5 separate regions of the Mus musculus genome follow, and all the other regions are linked to region 2. A link is a contact called in public HiChIP or PLAC-seq and promoter capture Hi-C data. All regions are on one chromosome and are shown on one strand. The core of a region is the stretch at or near the end of the contact, and the rest is flanking DNA. Distances in the headings are between cores, read along the strand shown.

Region 1 (2,747 bases), core at 171-2,670, 1.3 Mb before region 2:
TTACCTAGCAAGGCACTGATCCAGAAAAGGAAAAAAAAAAAAAAAAGAATAAGTAAAAGCAAAACACAACTTTAAGCACCTACTGTAATGCAGAGCCCAGGAGGCATGACAAGTATGTCTAACAGCCGGTGTGTCAGCCAACAGAGGTGAGCTTAAGGCAAAAATACTTATTATGATAACCTTCATTGCCTGCAAGCCCCACTAGACTCTAGCCTAAACTCGCAAATCCCACAAATTTAACCCTCAGAGTATTGTAGCTGAATCATTACATCCACCAGTTAGAAGAGGCAACTTAGAACTCCGAGGCGGTTAGAGGGGGTTTGCATGCAGCAAGCTCATCTTTCCTTCAAGACCCGGTGCAGATTGTCTGAGTGGATAGGGAAGGGCGGTCCTCAGGAGGGCAAACTTCTAGATTTCTGCTTTATTTGGCCTGGCAATCCTTACCTCTGTCAAAGCCTTTCTTTCCTGTTCTCTTTCCTGGGTTGATATATTATTTTAATATACTAGTGGGCATGGGTGGATTTGAGCAACAATGGCTTTTAATCCTCCTCCCCCCCCCCCCCCGACAGGGTTTCTCTGTATAGCCCTGGCTGTCCTGGAACTCACTTTGTAGACCAGGTTGGCCTCGAAATCCGCCTGCCTCTGCCTCCCGAGTGCTGAGATTAAAGGCGTGCGCCAACAACGCCCGGCTTAATTCTCCTTTTAGGGTGGAAAACTCTCATGATGTTGGTTTTTAAGAATCCAGCCTTGTGGCGCATGGAGGCGCGTGCCTGTAACCCCAGCAACCACGTCGATGATGCAGAAGGATCCTGAAGTTTACGGCCAGAACTCAGTTGGACTCTTGTCTTAAAAGAGCTACACCCTCAAGTGTGTGAGATATCAGCTGTGGATCCTTCATCATGAAGTCCCTGCGCGTAGGCAAAAAACTGGGTTAGGATCCCGAAGGAAAAGGCGATCTGGCCGAAGAATAGGGCGATCAAACCTTGGAGTGCGGCGATCTGGCCAGGGGGCGGGGTGAACTGGCCTCGGGGACAAGCGAGGTAGCGATGGGGAGGGGCGAATTGGCCGTGGGGCGGAACTAGCTGGTCTTGTGTTTGGGCGAGCTGGGCGTGGGGAGGGGCGAGTTAGTCGCGCGGAGAGAAGTTCTGGGCGTGTCGAGTGAGCAGGCCGTGGAGCGGGGTTGGCTGTGGGGGCGTGGAGAGGTGTGAGCAGGCCCTGGAGAGGGCGGAGTTGGCTGTGGGGGAGGGACGATCTGGACGTGAGCTGCCTGTGGGACGCGGCGATCTGGCCCTGGGGAGGGGCTATCTGTCTGTGGAGAGGGATGAGCTAGTCTTGGGGCGGAGTGAACTGGCCTCGGGGCGGAGCGATCTTGAGTCCAGCCCCCTCCAGGCTCGGGGAAGTGACGTGTGCGGACAAAGGCAGAGGCCGCGAGGTGTCTGGTCCGGTAGAGTGGTGGCGGCTGCTGTGGGCTACGGTCTTTGCCAGCCTCCTTCTCAACCCGTCCTTTTCTCTCGGGTCCCTGGAGCCCCGACCCAGGTAAGTATCGCGAGGGACGCGGCCAGGGAGGAGGGAGGTGCTCACCCCAACTGCCTGAAGCGGTGAGGCCCCGTCGTCAAGTGACCTGGGCCTGGCCCTGGCCCACGTGCACGTCCCATGGAGGTTCACCGATCAGACCTGGGCAGGGACTCTGGTGACCACGGATTGGGTTGGAGGAAGCCACGTTGGTGGAGGCTGGCAAGACGTATCTTCACTCGCGCCCGTACATCACTTTCCAGTCCTCAGTTTCCCCTCTGAGATAAGGAAAGCAGCCACTGCAAGGTTGGTGTGTGGAATCGGCGCCGTGCTTGGCTCAAGTCCTCGCAGTTAAGTGCTTGGTTGCACGGGTTGCCATCACGTTTAACTGCCTCCAGCTCTGGCCAACATCGTTACTGTCATGAGCCCTTGAGGCCAAGGTCAGCCTCTCTTCTGCAAGGCTGCCTGCCATCTTTTCCAGATGCTCCAGGCTTTGCTGCTCCACCAACTGTGTGATCATTTTGGTCTTTAATCCTTTTGATAAGGGCCTAGGACAGGTGCTGTAACTGATGACAATGATGTATGGGGTGGGGCACTCAGTGACTGGGGTCTAAGTGAGAAGCCTAAATCCTCTCCTAACTTTTGGTCCTTTCCCAAGTGCTGTTTTAAGGCACATCGTTTCCTTAAGCTGGCTTTCCTGTGTGTGTGCTTGTGTGTGTGTTGGGGGGAGGGGGGATGCTTTCCTGAAGGCCAGAGCCACATAATCAAAAGGTCAGAGTCTGCAGGTGTGTGGTTCTGGGTGTACCCGGAGCTTGTGTTTGCATCTTCTGGACTGACCAAAGGCCACATGATCTCATAGGTGGGCTCCAGCTTTACCAGGGTCTGTGTGATTTGGAGGTTTTAACACGTTTTCCTTACTTGATCTTTTTAACTATGTTTGAACTAGGCAGAGGTGGCACACGCCTCTAATCCCAGCATCCAGGAGGCAGAGGCAGGTGGATCTCTGGGTTTGAGGCCAACCTGGTCTACAGAATGAGTTCTAGGACAGTCAAGGCTACACAGAGAAACCCTATTTCAAAAACCAGACAGAAAGACAGAGAGAAAAATTGTGTTTTAAGATTTTTTTTAAAGATTTATTTATTGCCGGGCAGTGGTGCTGCACACCTTTAATCCCAGCACTTGGGAGGCAGAGGCAGGCGGATTTCTGAGTTCAAGGCCAGCCTGGTCTACAGAGT
Region 2 (2,700 bases), core at 31-2,530:
GGCAGCCTGGTCTACAGAGTGAGTTCCAGGACAGCCAGGGATACACAGAGAAACCCTGTCTTGAAAAACAAAACAAAATAAAACAACAACAAAAAAAGGTGAAGTGTCTATACGGTGCACTTGTTATGGAAGGGAGACCTTGCTGTGGAATGGTGCAACGAACCACTTCTGCCGTACCACTTCTGCCGTACCACTTCTGCCGTACCACTTCTGCGTGTTTCCTGCATGTATCTTGCCACTGGGATCCCCCTCTCCCTCCACACATTCTAACAGGTCAGGACTGTCAGGCTGTCAGGTTTGTCTGTCAAGAGGCTCTAGAGCTCTGGGGGTGGTGGGAGCAGGATCCAAGTTCAGTCCCTCTTCTGAGCCCCCCTCCCTCTCAGGTCTGCATCCCCTGCCTTTTAGGGTGCTGAGTCCTCCCCATTCTCCCCACCCTTTTGCATTCTCACCCCAGAGCTCTCCCTGGGGTCCCCTCCCAGTCTATGTCTGCTTCTTTCAAGAGCCCCTCCCCCACCCATGGAGGAGGCCTTCTCCATGGGTGGGGGTGGTCTTCAACCAGATCCACTCTCCGTTGAGATTCCTCTTCACCAGGAGCCTCTCTCCATGAAGACCCCTCTGATTTGGGACCCCATCTCCATCCATGTATCTTGCTACTGGGATCCCCCTCTCCCCCCAGTTCCTTTACTTTTTCTCCATTTGAGCCGTCCTCTCCATTGCAGCCTCTTTGCACCAGGGCTTCCTCCTTCTCCTGGTTCCTTTCCACCTAGGCCCCTTCTCCATCAAAGTCCCTCTCCACCAAGGCCTCTTCTCCATCAAGGTCCCTCTCCACCAAGGCCTCTTCTCCATCAAGGTCTCTCTCCACCTAGGCCCCTTCTCCATCAAGGTCCCTCTCCACCTAGGCCCCTTCTTCATCAAGGTCTTTCCATTTGGGCCCCTTCTCCACCTCGGCCTCCTCTCCACGTAAGCCCCTTGTCCATCAAGGTCCCTCTCCACCGCGTCCCCTCTCCAGCCGAGCCTCCTCTCCATCTAGGTCCCTCTCTTCCGCAGCCCCTCTGCACCGCGGCCCAGCTCGCTCCCCGCGCTCTCCCTCCTCCTCTCCCCCGCCCTCCCTCCCGGGACAGGGGCGACGCAGCAGGGGGCGCTGCGCGGGCCACCGTGCGGGCGGCGGGCGGGGGCGGCGCGGAGGCGGAGGCGGCGGCGGCGGGGGGCGGGGAGCCGAGCGCGGGCGGGAGGCGGCGGCGAGCCACAGCGCCGAGGCTCCAGCGAGCGCCGAGGAGCGGGAGGAGGAGGAGGAGGCAGAGGCAGGAGCGCAGAGCGCCGAGCCCCGCGCCGCCGCCGCGCAATCCGCCGCCATCCGCCGCCCCCGCGCCCGGCCGCCGCCCGACCGCCATCGCCCGGGCCCGTCGCGCGCGGACGCAGACCAGGTGGGCCGGGGCCGGGGCCAGGGCAGAGGCCGGGGTTGCGCTTTGTCTCCGCGGCGGTGCGCTGCGGCGGGCGCGGGGCTGCGGCCTGGGCGGCCTGCTCGGCGCTCCCCAGCTCGCCATTGTTGTGTCTTCGCGGCCAGGGCGGGAGGACGGCGGGCCGAGCGGGGCTGGGCAAGGCTCGGGGTCGGGATCGAGCCCGAGGGCTCTCCTGCGCCCGGGGACGGCGGCCTTGTCGGCCGGGGTGGGGGACGCGGGACCCCGAGGCCGCCCGGAACCGCAGGCCGAGCGCCGCCCCGGCTCGGGTGGGTTCGGCTGAGGGAAGCGGGGTGGTGTTTTCACGGCACCCGGAGCCGCTGCTAAAAATGTTTAATGATAAACAGGATGTCGCTGCTCGGGGCCTGCCAGATTGATTTTTTTGTTTGTTTCTTTTTCTTCGTCTACCTTTTAAGAGAGAAATGCAGACCTATTGAGATAGATGGTGGGCCTCTCTGGAGAGGATCTGCCTGCATAAAAGTGGACGCTGCTGCTTTCCTTTCTTCTTTGTAAATATCGTGGGGGGATGAAGCCCACTGTTAGGCAAGAATAGGTGTCGCCCCCCTTCCCCAGGCAATGGTGAGCTTGAAGGAAGTGGGAGAAGGGGGGCGCCGATGCTCTCCGGAGTGTGTCATTTGCTAAATGGCTGCCTGGGAGAAACCTTTATAAAGCTGTCTTTTGCAGGGTAGTTAAATTTCACCTACGTTTTTTCTTTCCTGGAAAGGTTAGCGTGTATTTCGGTGTGTTGTCTGTTTGCGTTGTATATCTCACTTGGGTTTTCTGTCCGTCTGTCTGAAGCCTCAGCGCCCTTTCTCAGCAGTACAACCGCAGGGGCTTGCTTTGTATCGTAATGTCTGCACCGTCGTGGTGCAAGCTGGGACCTGAGGGGTACAGGCTGTGGAGTGGGATGCTTGCTGCCACCGAGGGACTACTCAGCCTTCACAGGCAGAGAGGCATGACTTGGCAAGCCGTCGGTGCTCTGTAGTTACTCTGTGCTGTCAACCTAGGACAGAAGGCTGGCCACTTGTGGTGTCATCCATGCTGGGGCATGCCACAGGTGCTGGTTTGAAGTGGCAGCGTTGGAGAAGGGATTCAAAACATTGGGTGATGTAGGACTGCTGGAAGTTCCAGGTCAGCCTGGGCTACATGGTGAAAACCCAACAAAATACCCACATCCGTAGGTACTTTGGTTAGTGCTGGGCCTCAGTGGGGAGGAGGCACGGACTGCGTTAGTAGCCCCCGT
Region 3 (2,701 bases), core at 162-2,661, 1.7 Mb before region 2:
TCTCCTTGTTTCAGTCTCCCTAGCATTAAAATGCTTATGCAGTAAGGTGGTCCCAGAGGGTGACGGAAGGCGGGACGACTTGGAGGAGGGTCTCAGGTGCTGCCAGGACTCTTAGTAGAATCTCAGTCTTAGCTGCCAACCCAGTGTCTGACAGGGCAGTCCAGTTCACAGCTGGATAGACAGCCTGAATCAGAGAGGACAGGAGCTCACCATTAGGATAGCTGCTTTAGATAAGGATGGTGAGGGGCAGCCTGCCACCTCCTGCCTCCTCCTGCCTGTTTGGGGGATTTTCAGTACTAGTCTCCACCTGAGGTTCTCTTAGCAATATGCAATGGGGAGGGTGGGCATCTGATGAACTCAAGGAGACTGGGTAGGCTTGGAGAAGTGGCTCTAGTCGGGCAGAAGCATAGCCTAGGGCTGAGCTCTCTAACCAGTAGCCCCGACAGGTGTCTGAGTCCGAATAACTGGGAGCATTAGGGAGGAGTGGAGTGGAAAGGTACAAAAGACTTGAACCTAGGTTTCTCAGTCTTCTTCTGGGATCGAACCCACCCCTTACCTGGTCTCCTTTATCCACCTTGCAGATCGCACCCTACCAGCCGGTCTGGGGTTTTCTTGACCGTTGCTGGAGGCCCGCCCGTCTTGTCCCGTCCATGGCCCTGCTGGGCGAACTCACCACGGTTCTGGCAGCAAAGGCTAACATCGTCCCAGTCTGTTTGCGGACACTTGGTCCGCTCCGCCCCTCGCGCTGGGTAAAGACTGCGCCACTGCTGGGGTGCTGGGGTCAGTGGGTTCGCGGCTCCGGTTCTAGGTTCAAGGTCGCCGAGTCACTGCCGCTAGCCAGTAGAGGCGGCCCCGCGGCCACCGGGCCCGGCGGGCTGCCGGTGGGGCAGGACTCACGGGGCGGAGCTTTGGTGGCTCGCAGTCCCCGGCCGCTCGCCCCGATCTCGGGGTGGGCCCAAGCCGGGGAGTGGCCGCAGAGGGCGGGGCTTGCGGAGACGGACCTCTAGCTCAGCTGTTAGCAGCCCGGCGCTGGGCTCCCGTCACGGGGTCACAACGGTAGGCGCTGTCCCGCTCGTGCTCTCCGCCTCCGAAAGCCACCTTAGCTGTCGAGGCGGTCACGTGCGTTCAAGTCTGACTGGTGTCCTTGAACGTCACTCTAGGAATGGCAGGAGAACACAACTGTTGACTGGGGACTGTCTCAGATTGCTTGGGTGGAGGCATGCACAAAGAAGATGACAGGTGGCCTTGCTCCGCAAGAATACTGCTGCCATACCTATTCCCTCCATCACCCCTCACCAAAACAAACAAACAAACAAACAAACAAGCAAACAGAACCCGACGCCCCGCACAAACATGGCTGCCAGCGCCGCAGTTGGCTTGCAGGCGGCAGCCGTTAGTGCGCATGCTCCTCGGCGCCCCGCACCAAGATGGCCGCTGCCTCGGTCGGCGCGGCCGCCGCGAGACGGCCGTTGGTGGGCATGCTCCCTGAGTGCCTCGCACCGGCATGGCTGCCGCCTTCGCGCGAGTGACTGTAATTCTCGGCTTCCGGTCCTAGCCAGTCAGCGCTCATTTCCCTGCTGGAAGCTTGGCGGAGCCGGGGAGAGCTGCGGGGTGAACATTGAGAGGGACCGGCGAGCATCCGCTCCGGCTCCTCACGGAGAAGATGGCCGAGGGCGAGCGGCAGCCGCCGCCAGGTAGGGCGGTTGGAGGGCCCGGGCGTGCGGGTGGGAAAGGGGTGTGGCTCGGGGGGTCTCCCGAGTCTGAGGAGCTCTGGGGACGGAGGAGGCAGGGCTGACGGCCTGGGCTGCAGGCGGGTGGCGGTGAGGGCGACCCGGCCAGGGCGGGCGGGCAGAGCGCGGTCAGGGGAAAGGCTCTGGACCTGGGGGCAGAGTTGCCTGGGGTCGGGGCGAGAGGGATCCAGGAGGCTGCGTTCTTTATGAGACTCCGCTCGGGTGGACCTGGGCCTCGCTCGGACGCCAGGCTCCTTCATGCATGTCCTGCCCACCCTGCATGTCTTCCCTCCCTCCGTCCCTCCTTCCGTCCTGCAGGCTTGGCTCTGGGGGTTTCAGTATCTGCAGAGTTAATTGAGAGAAACTGCCCACGGTGTCTAAACCACTAATTTTAAGAGGCTGTTTGTACAAAATGAGAGGGTTGGTGGCATCGTCGTCTGTAACTTTTATTTACACTGTGGCCTCGTTGTGGTCCATCTCAAGTAACTAGGGCAGAGACAGAGGCCAGATGCTCCAGTAGAGACCCCCTTTCCTGGAGGAGGAGAAAGCAGTTTGCTGACTCCGTGTAGTTAAGAAGGACTGGAAAATTCTTACAGAGTGGCTAGGTTGGCTAAACTCAGCTCGTACTTTGATAGTGTTTGATGTACCTTCCACCACACTTCCTTTTTTGTGGTCCCAAAGAAAGTCTCAGGAGGAAGAAAATTTGAAAATCAAAAGAAGCACCATTTTTGTGGCGCCCCCCCCCTAAATATATGAACACGTGGAATTCAAAACCAGACATTTATTTTAAGTTATACAAAATCTCTATGAATGTGTCGTTTTTGTTTGTTTTGTTTTTGTTTTTCGAGACAGGGTTTCTCTGTGAAGCTCTGGCTGTCCTGGAACTCACTCTGTAGACCAGGCTGGCCTCGAACTCAGAAATCCACCTGCCTCTGCCTCCCATGTGCTGGGAGTGCGCCACCACTGCCTGG
Region 4 (2,706 bases), core at 83-2,582, 1.9 Mb before region 2:
GGGGCTGGGCTGGAGAGATGGCTCAGCAGCTAAGAGCACTGACTGCTCTTCCAGAGGTCCTGTCACTGTAAAAGGGGGCGGAGATCATTCAGTGAGGGAAGGGTCATCTGTACAGCCTGTGTATATTAGTCAGCTGGTGCACACACCACTGATACCCAACTCCACAAAAACTCATTGCTGTGCTCCCTGCCTTTCTTCTTTCACGTAAGCTACTGGAACTCGTCCCATACTGGAGTACATGAAACACTTTGTTTTAATAGCTGAACAATTTCCCAACCTAAGGATTACTACAGTTAGCCTGGGAATTATGAGGACCCGGGAAGATTAACACACACACACAGCTAGCGTCTGGAGGCTTGGTTCTGAAGATGTGGTTTTATCCTCAGCTCAGCTCAAAATTCGCTGCTAACGTTAGGCTGGAGGTTTCCCGATAGAGAATTCCCCTCACACCCTCTGCCAATCCTCTATCTCCAGCCAGAAGCCGGGGAACCGGACAAAGAGATCCCCACCAGAAGCCCTTGCTTACAAAAGTCGGAGCAAAATACTGGATAAAGCAGATACTTAGTTTCAAAGTGACCACTGGACTCAGGACACACCTACCAGATTCCTAAACTCCAATACCTTCTCAAGCACGGCACTACCTCTCTCCCCTCTTCTACAAAAAGTTCCTAACCCAGTCCAGTCCAACGACTTCAAAGATCTCCTAGTGTGAGACAGTGAACTCGCCGGGGCGCGACTAATCGCCCAAGAAACCTTTAAATTTAGTTCAACTGTGTTTATTGCAGCGGCGGCGGAGAAGCCATTCAGTTAACTCGGAATTATGCGGCTTTTCAGGGACAACCGTCGCAAGCCGGACGTGTCGAGGCGCGCGTCAGCATCAGCAGGGCAGTTACATTTGCGGGCACCTGAAGAGTTTGGGCAGCGAGTCAGCTAACGAGCAGCACTAAAGGTATGAGGACGCTGGCCCAATGGCGATCGGAACCCGAACAAAGGAGGTGAGCGGATACTTGCGTCAGCTTGGGTCACTTGGCCGCTCTGGCCAGAGTAACGCATCCCTTAAGTTGCAGGGATCCCTGTCCCTTTAAGGGGGCTTAGTTCTGTCCCGTTACTTCCGCCCCGAAGTGGCTTGGCGCAGGCACGTGGACGGGAGTAGGGTGAAGCCGCCTCAAGCTTTCCCCTTAACAGACATGGCGACGGCCGGGATGCCGCGGGTGCGTCCGGCCGTGACGTCACTTCCGGGGCGGGGGAGGCAGAGTGGTGCAGTGAGGGACAAACAAAAGGAGGCGCTGGAGGAGCGCGGCGGCGGGCGGCCGGACTGGGAGGTGGAGGGCCCGGGCTGCCTGCGGGCGGCTGCGAGCGGAGAGCCCAGGTGAGCGGGTCGGGTGGGGGATGAGACGCGCGCTGTCACCGCACGGGACGCTCTCCTCGGACGCGCGCTCCGCCCCTTCAAGTTCTGCGGGGCTCTCGCTGCCCAGGGGCGCCGGCCACCCTGGCCCCGCGCTGGGCTTCGCTCCGCCCTGCCTCCCGCGGGCGCCGGCTCCGGTCTCCACCCTCCAGGCCGTGCGGCGGCGCGCGAGCCCCCTCCCGGGCACCCTGTTCTCCGCGCGCCTCTCACCCGAGTTTCCGCCGCGGTCCTCAGGCCGCACTTGCCGCGCTGGTCCCCGCAGATCCGCGCCCCTTGGCGCACGCGCCCCCTTCCCAGAGGTTCCACCCGGGGTTCTCTTGACAGCTCCCCCACCAGCTCTTACAGTTCTTGGCCGTGGGCTTCCCGGCGCCGGCTTCTCTTTAGACCACTCCCTCTTCCTGATCTCCCGGACTGTCCCCTGCTATGGGGAAGGGAGCACAGGCTTTTGGGACCTCAGACTGGGGCTCCCTGAACGACCGACTCCTGATATGAGAGTCTGTTTCGTTCTGTCCCTGTTTTGTGCATCTCTTGGGCAGGAGTGACAAGTACAGGAGGTTGTTGGTGAGCTGGAGGTCAGCAAAGGCGACCCCAAGCTGAAGGAACAGCAGAGTTCGGGATGACAGTGGCAGGGGGTGGGGGCTTGTTTTTTGAGATAGGGTCTCAACTATGTAGCCTTGACTGTCCTCAAACTCTCTCTGTAAACCAGGCTGGCTGGCCTCGAGCTCACGGAGATTCACCTGTCTGGTTCCTGAGTGCTGGGTAGAGACGTGGGCCTCTAACCTCTGTTTGAGACCAGGGTTCTTGAACCTGCCATGCACTGGACTGGAGTGAGTCAAGATGGGCTGGTTCTGCTTGATACAGTTGTTGTCTTGTTTTGAAAGAACACATTGAGTGAGCATTAGCTTTTTCTTGATGGGAACTGGGCTGACATAGTGGTAGTTCTAGGACAGCCACTCTTGTACAACCTCCTCTAACGCTGCCCTAGCTAGGACAGGGACAGCTTTAAGGATGAGGTGTGGAGGGGAGAGAGTCTTTGTGAGGATGGGGACACTTGTCTGCTGAATTTTGGAGACAGAAATGAGTAGCCAGAGGCTACAAAGTCTTTTCCTGCCTTGCAAGTGTGTCAGTGGTCTCTTTAACTCTGCCATCTGTGTTATGTCCTCTGAAGTAGAGAAAATGGCCAGTGCAGGAAGAATAAGTTGACCATTGAGGGTAGGAGAGGGGGTATATTCAGAGGCTCAGGGGTGGTGCCAGTGGGCTAGGCCGTTCATCCTGCTGTTTCCTTGATGAAGGTCGGGCTC
Region 5 (2,700 bases), core at 3-2,502, 1.9 Mb before region 2:
TACAGTGTACTTAGATATAATAATAAATAAATCTTAAAAAAAAAAGTTTTCAGCACAGGAACTGACTGCCAGGTTGTCTGTTGCTCTCACAGAAACATAGGGTGGAAACAGTGTCCTGTTGGCTGTGAGACCCTGAGCTCCCTACTAGGTCGACTACACAGGAGATCCAAAAATTAGTGCTAAGGCTCCCAGGAAGCAGAGGGAGAGACCTGGTGTCTTCAAACCCTCCTGCGGGTGGGAGGGGAGTGAACATCTGTGGGAATCCTTTTCCAAACTCTGTGCCTCACCCATTGGTAAACAGAACTGGTGTGTATAAAACGGTGAACCCACCAGCGGGGCCACCTGGTGTCTACCATTGTGGTCACATTTGTTCATAGATGATACTCCAGGTCTATGGAGGACTGTAAGCCTTGGAGTCCACCTACGCGGGACAGCCCTGTTCTCTTTCGTTCACCCTCTCTTTCAGCCTCTTTCAGCCCCATTTTTCCTGCAGGTCATGTGGCATGTCTGTGATATGCCTGGTAGAACATGGGTTTTGCACATCTGACCATAGCAGGCTTCAGTAGGACTGAAGGCTATTCTTTCTGTCCCATTAACTTAAAAAATATTATTATTATTATTATTATTATTATTATTATTTTAACCTAAGTTATCTTGGAAGTTGTCCCACATTAGTACATGAATCCAATTGCCGTGCAGCCCGGGAACCGACAGAACCCAGAAGGACCCACAGAGACTATTGGCGCTAGCTCTGCAGGCAATTCTCCGTTAGCGCAGTCTGCATCTTCTTGGCCAGGACTACCTTGGGAGAGTGGACGTGGGTGCAGAGAGAACTAGTCTAACTGGTTCTGTGACTGAGTGTAGAGCTGCCAAGACCGCGTGTGCAAGTTTTTCTCAGGGGATAGATCCTTCTTTCAGAGAAGCTACACATCACATACAAACAGGAGCACATGGATCAAAGAGCTACAGCACTCGCAAACCTTAGCTAACTTCAACACACGATCTAGATGAAACCCCGCACGGCAACCAGGAACTGACCTGCTTCAGCAAACAATAGCGCTGCTCTGTCCAATAACCCGCGACCCCAAACGTATTCCCAAGGTTGCAGAAGTCTGTTCCTTTAAAGAGGCCGAGCCCTAGATGGGCTACTTCCGCCCAGATGCAGCTTAGCTCAAGAGAACTGTCAGAAGCAGTGCGAAGCTCTGTGTGCCCTTTAAAGACTGGGCGACAGCCTAGGATCCCCAAGCATTTGCGCTCGGTGACATCACTTCCGGGGCGGAGACCTAAGAAGCGGTACAAACAAAACAAGGAGCCAAAGACCCACGGCGCGACTGGCTGTGGGTAGCCAGACCCAGGACTAGGGCTGCCTGCGTGGCGGCCGAGAACAGCGGGCCTTGGTGAGTGGGTCGAGTATGGAAAGGGACGCGCTGTCACCTCCCTGAATCCAATGACGCGGGCCCGACCTCCGCTCGCACCTCTCACCCGAGTTTCCGCCGCGGTCCCTGCAGATCCACGCCCCTCCGCGCACGTGCACCTTCCCAGAGGTTCCACCCGGGCTCCCCTAGTACTTGGTGCCGAACTCTTTCCTTGAACCCCTCCCTCTTTCTGATCTGCGGGACTATTCCCTGGTCTTTGGAATCTCAGGCTGGAAAAGACCGATTCTCCTATTGGTTTAGCCCGTCGCATGTATGCATTGGGCAGGAGTGACAGATCTAGGGAGGTGAGGTTGGAAGAGCTGGAGGTCAGCAATGACGCGTCCAGGCTGAAGGAACACAGCTTGGGAAGCCAGGGGACAATGAAATTGGAAGCTAAATTGAGAAGGAAAGAATGGAGGACCTGAAAGTTTCAAAGACCTTCTGCCTTGGAAAGGTGGCAGCAAAACCTTCAACCCCTGCTGACTGTTCTGCTCTCTGGAGCACACAGACTAGCAGACAGCGCAGGAGGAAGGGCAGGAGGTCTGCTTCTTGTGCTGGGGACGGAGGATAAGGAGGATAAGAGTATGTTCCGAGGCTTGGGACAGTGGAAGTGACCTGGCCACACAGTTGGTGAAGGTTAGGTTCCCCTGTGGCAGTCCAGGGGAAGCAGGGACTGGAGGCTAGTGTTGTGAGGAGATACTGGGGTGGCTTGACTCCCTGCTTTCCCAGTTCCATAGCTTGTTTGGGTTTTGGGTGTTGACTCTGGACCTTCTTGTCTCCCAGGGTCTGTAGAGGACAAGGCAGGAGACCAAGAGACGTTTGTGACCCACCACCTCCCCAGTGGTTTTCGTCTGCTGAGGACACCTGCTACAGAGCAGTTTCGTTACACTTCAGTGGCCTTTGTAGAGAGTGGGGGCTTCTGGGATTGCCCTGTGAATCAGGAATCCGGGCAGGTGGCTGGGTTTTTGACTTGCTGCTTGAAGGAGCTTCAAGGGAGGAAGCAAAAATGATTGCAGGTTTTGTGGGGGGACCGCAGAGGAACCTAGGTGGGATACATATACTAACCTCTTTGCCATCCCTGGGCTCTTTCACCTGCCCTGTCTTTATGGTTGGCCTTGGACTGGGACTTATGTTGGGAAATGTGTCCTTGGCCTCCTCAGCACTGCAGTCTGAGAGGAGACAGACATCAGGAATAGAAGCTGAGGGTTGAGCATTGTTAGGACAGCCCCATGGTAGTCCAGAGGAGAAGGTACCCACATGGACGATGTTGCCTGAGGTACACTTC

The links. Promoter capture Hi-C pulls out the DNA fragments that hold promoters and counts their contacts. HiChIP or PLAC-seq counts read pairs in DNA pulled down with a chosen protein or histone mark. Capture Hi-C pulls out chosen DNA fragments and counts their contacts.
Region 1: a promoter capture Hi-C map of liver shows a contact between it and region 2, with 2.7 times the contacts expected there. The contact joins the promoter of Ntmt1 here to the promoter of Prrc2b in region 2. A contact is called at or near these places in 1 of 39 promoter capture datasets (liver) and 2 of 9 other capture datasets (adipose tissue and liver).
Region 3: a contact with region 2 is called in a promoter capture Hi-C map of liver, with 3 times the contacts expected there. The contact joins the promoter of Ptpa here to the promoter of Prrc2b in region 2. A contact is called at or near these places in 4 of 39 promoter capture datasets (hippocampal neurons, liver and pre-B cells), 2 of 115 datasets of contacts at active chromatin or transcription factors (embryonic brain and pancreatic cancer cells) and 1 of 9 other capture datasets (liver).
Region 4: a promoter capture Hi-C map of liver shows a contact between it and region 2, with 4 times the contacts expected there. The contact joins the promoter of Lrrc8a here to the promoter of Prrc2b in region 2. A contact is called at or near these places in 3 of 39 promoter capture datasets (liver and pre-B cells) and 1 of 115 datasets of contacts at active chromatin or transcription factors (pancreatic cancer cells).
Region 5: an H3K4me3 HiChIP or PLAC-seq map of forebrain shows a contact between it and region 2, with 6 times the contacts expected there. The contact joins the promoter of Kyat1 here to the promoter of Prrc2b in region 2. A contact is called at or near these places in 1 of 39 promoter capture datasets (liver) and 1 of 115 datasets of contacts at active chromatin or transcription factors (forebrain).

Annotation. Positions count from the first base shown.
Region 1 is chr2:30,806,548-30,809,294 of GRCm38.p6, forward strand. Ntmt1 (N-terminal Xaa-Pro-Lys N-methyltransferase 1) reads left to right here and starts at 1,421. Exons shown (of 4, transcript NM_170592.3): 1 at 1,421-1,536.
Region 2 is chr2:32,149,868-32,152,567 of GRCm38.p6, forward strand. Prrc2b (proline-rich coiled-coil 2B) reads left to right here and starts at 1,281. Exons shown (of 32, transcript NM_001159634.1): 1 at 1,281-1,424.
Region 3 is chr2:30,414,639-30,417,339 of GRCm38.p6, forward strand. Ptpa (protein phosphatase 2 protein activator) reads left to right here and starts at 1,412. Exons shown (of 10, transcript NM_138748.5): 1 at 1,412-1,694. The coding sequence starts at 1,664. Crat (carnitine acetyltransferase) reads right to left here and starts at 1,110. Exons shown (of 14, transcript NM_007760.3): 1 at 674-1,110. The coding sequence starts at 700.
Region 4 is chr2:30,236,437-30,239,142 of GRCm38.p6, forward strand. It overlaps Lrrc8a (leucine rich repeat containing 8A VRAC subunit A), which reads left to right and starts at 1,333. Exons shown (of 4, transcript NM_177725.4): 1 at 1,333-1,369. 1700084E18Rik (RIKEN cDNA 1700084E18 gene) reads right to left here and starts at 1,195. Exons shown (of 1, transcript NR_028299.1): 1 at 761-1,195.
Region 5 is chr2:30,204,595-30,207,294 of GRCm38.p6, forward strand. It overlaps Kyat1 (kynurenine aminotransferase 1), which reads right to left and starts at 1,253. Exons shown (of 13, transcript NM_001356474.1): 1 at 1,039-1,253. Gm31201 (a long non-coding RNA gene) reads left to right here and starts at 1,255. Exons shown (of 2, transcript XR_374214.4): 1 at 1,255-1,397.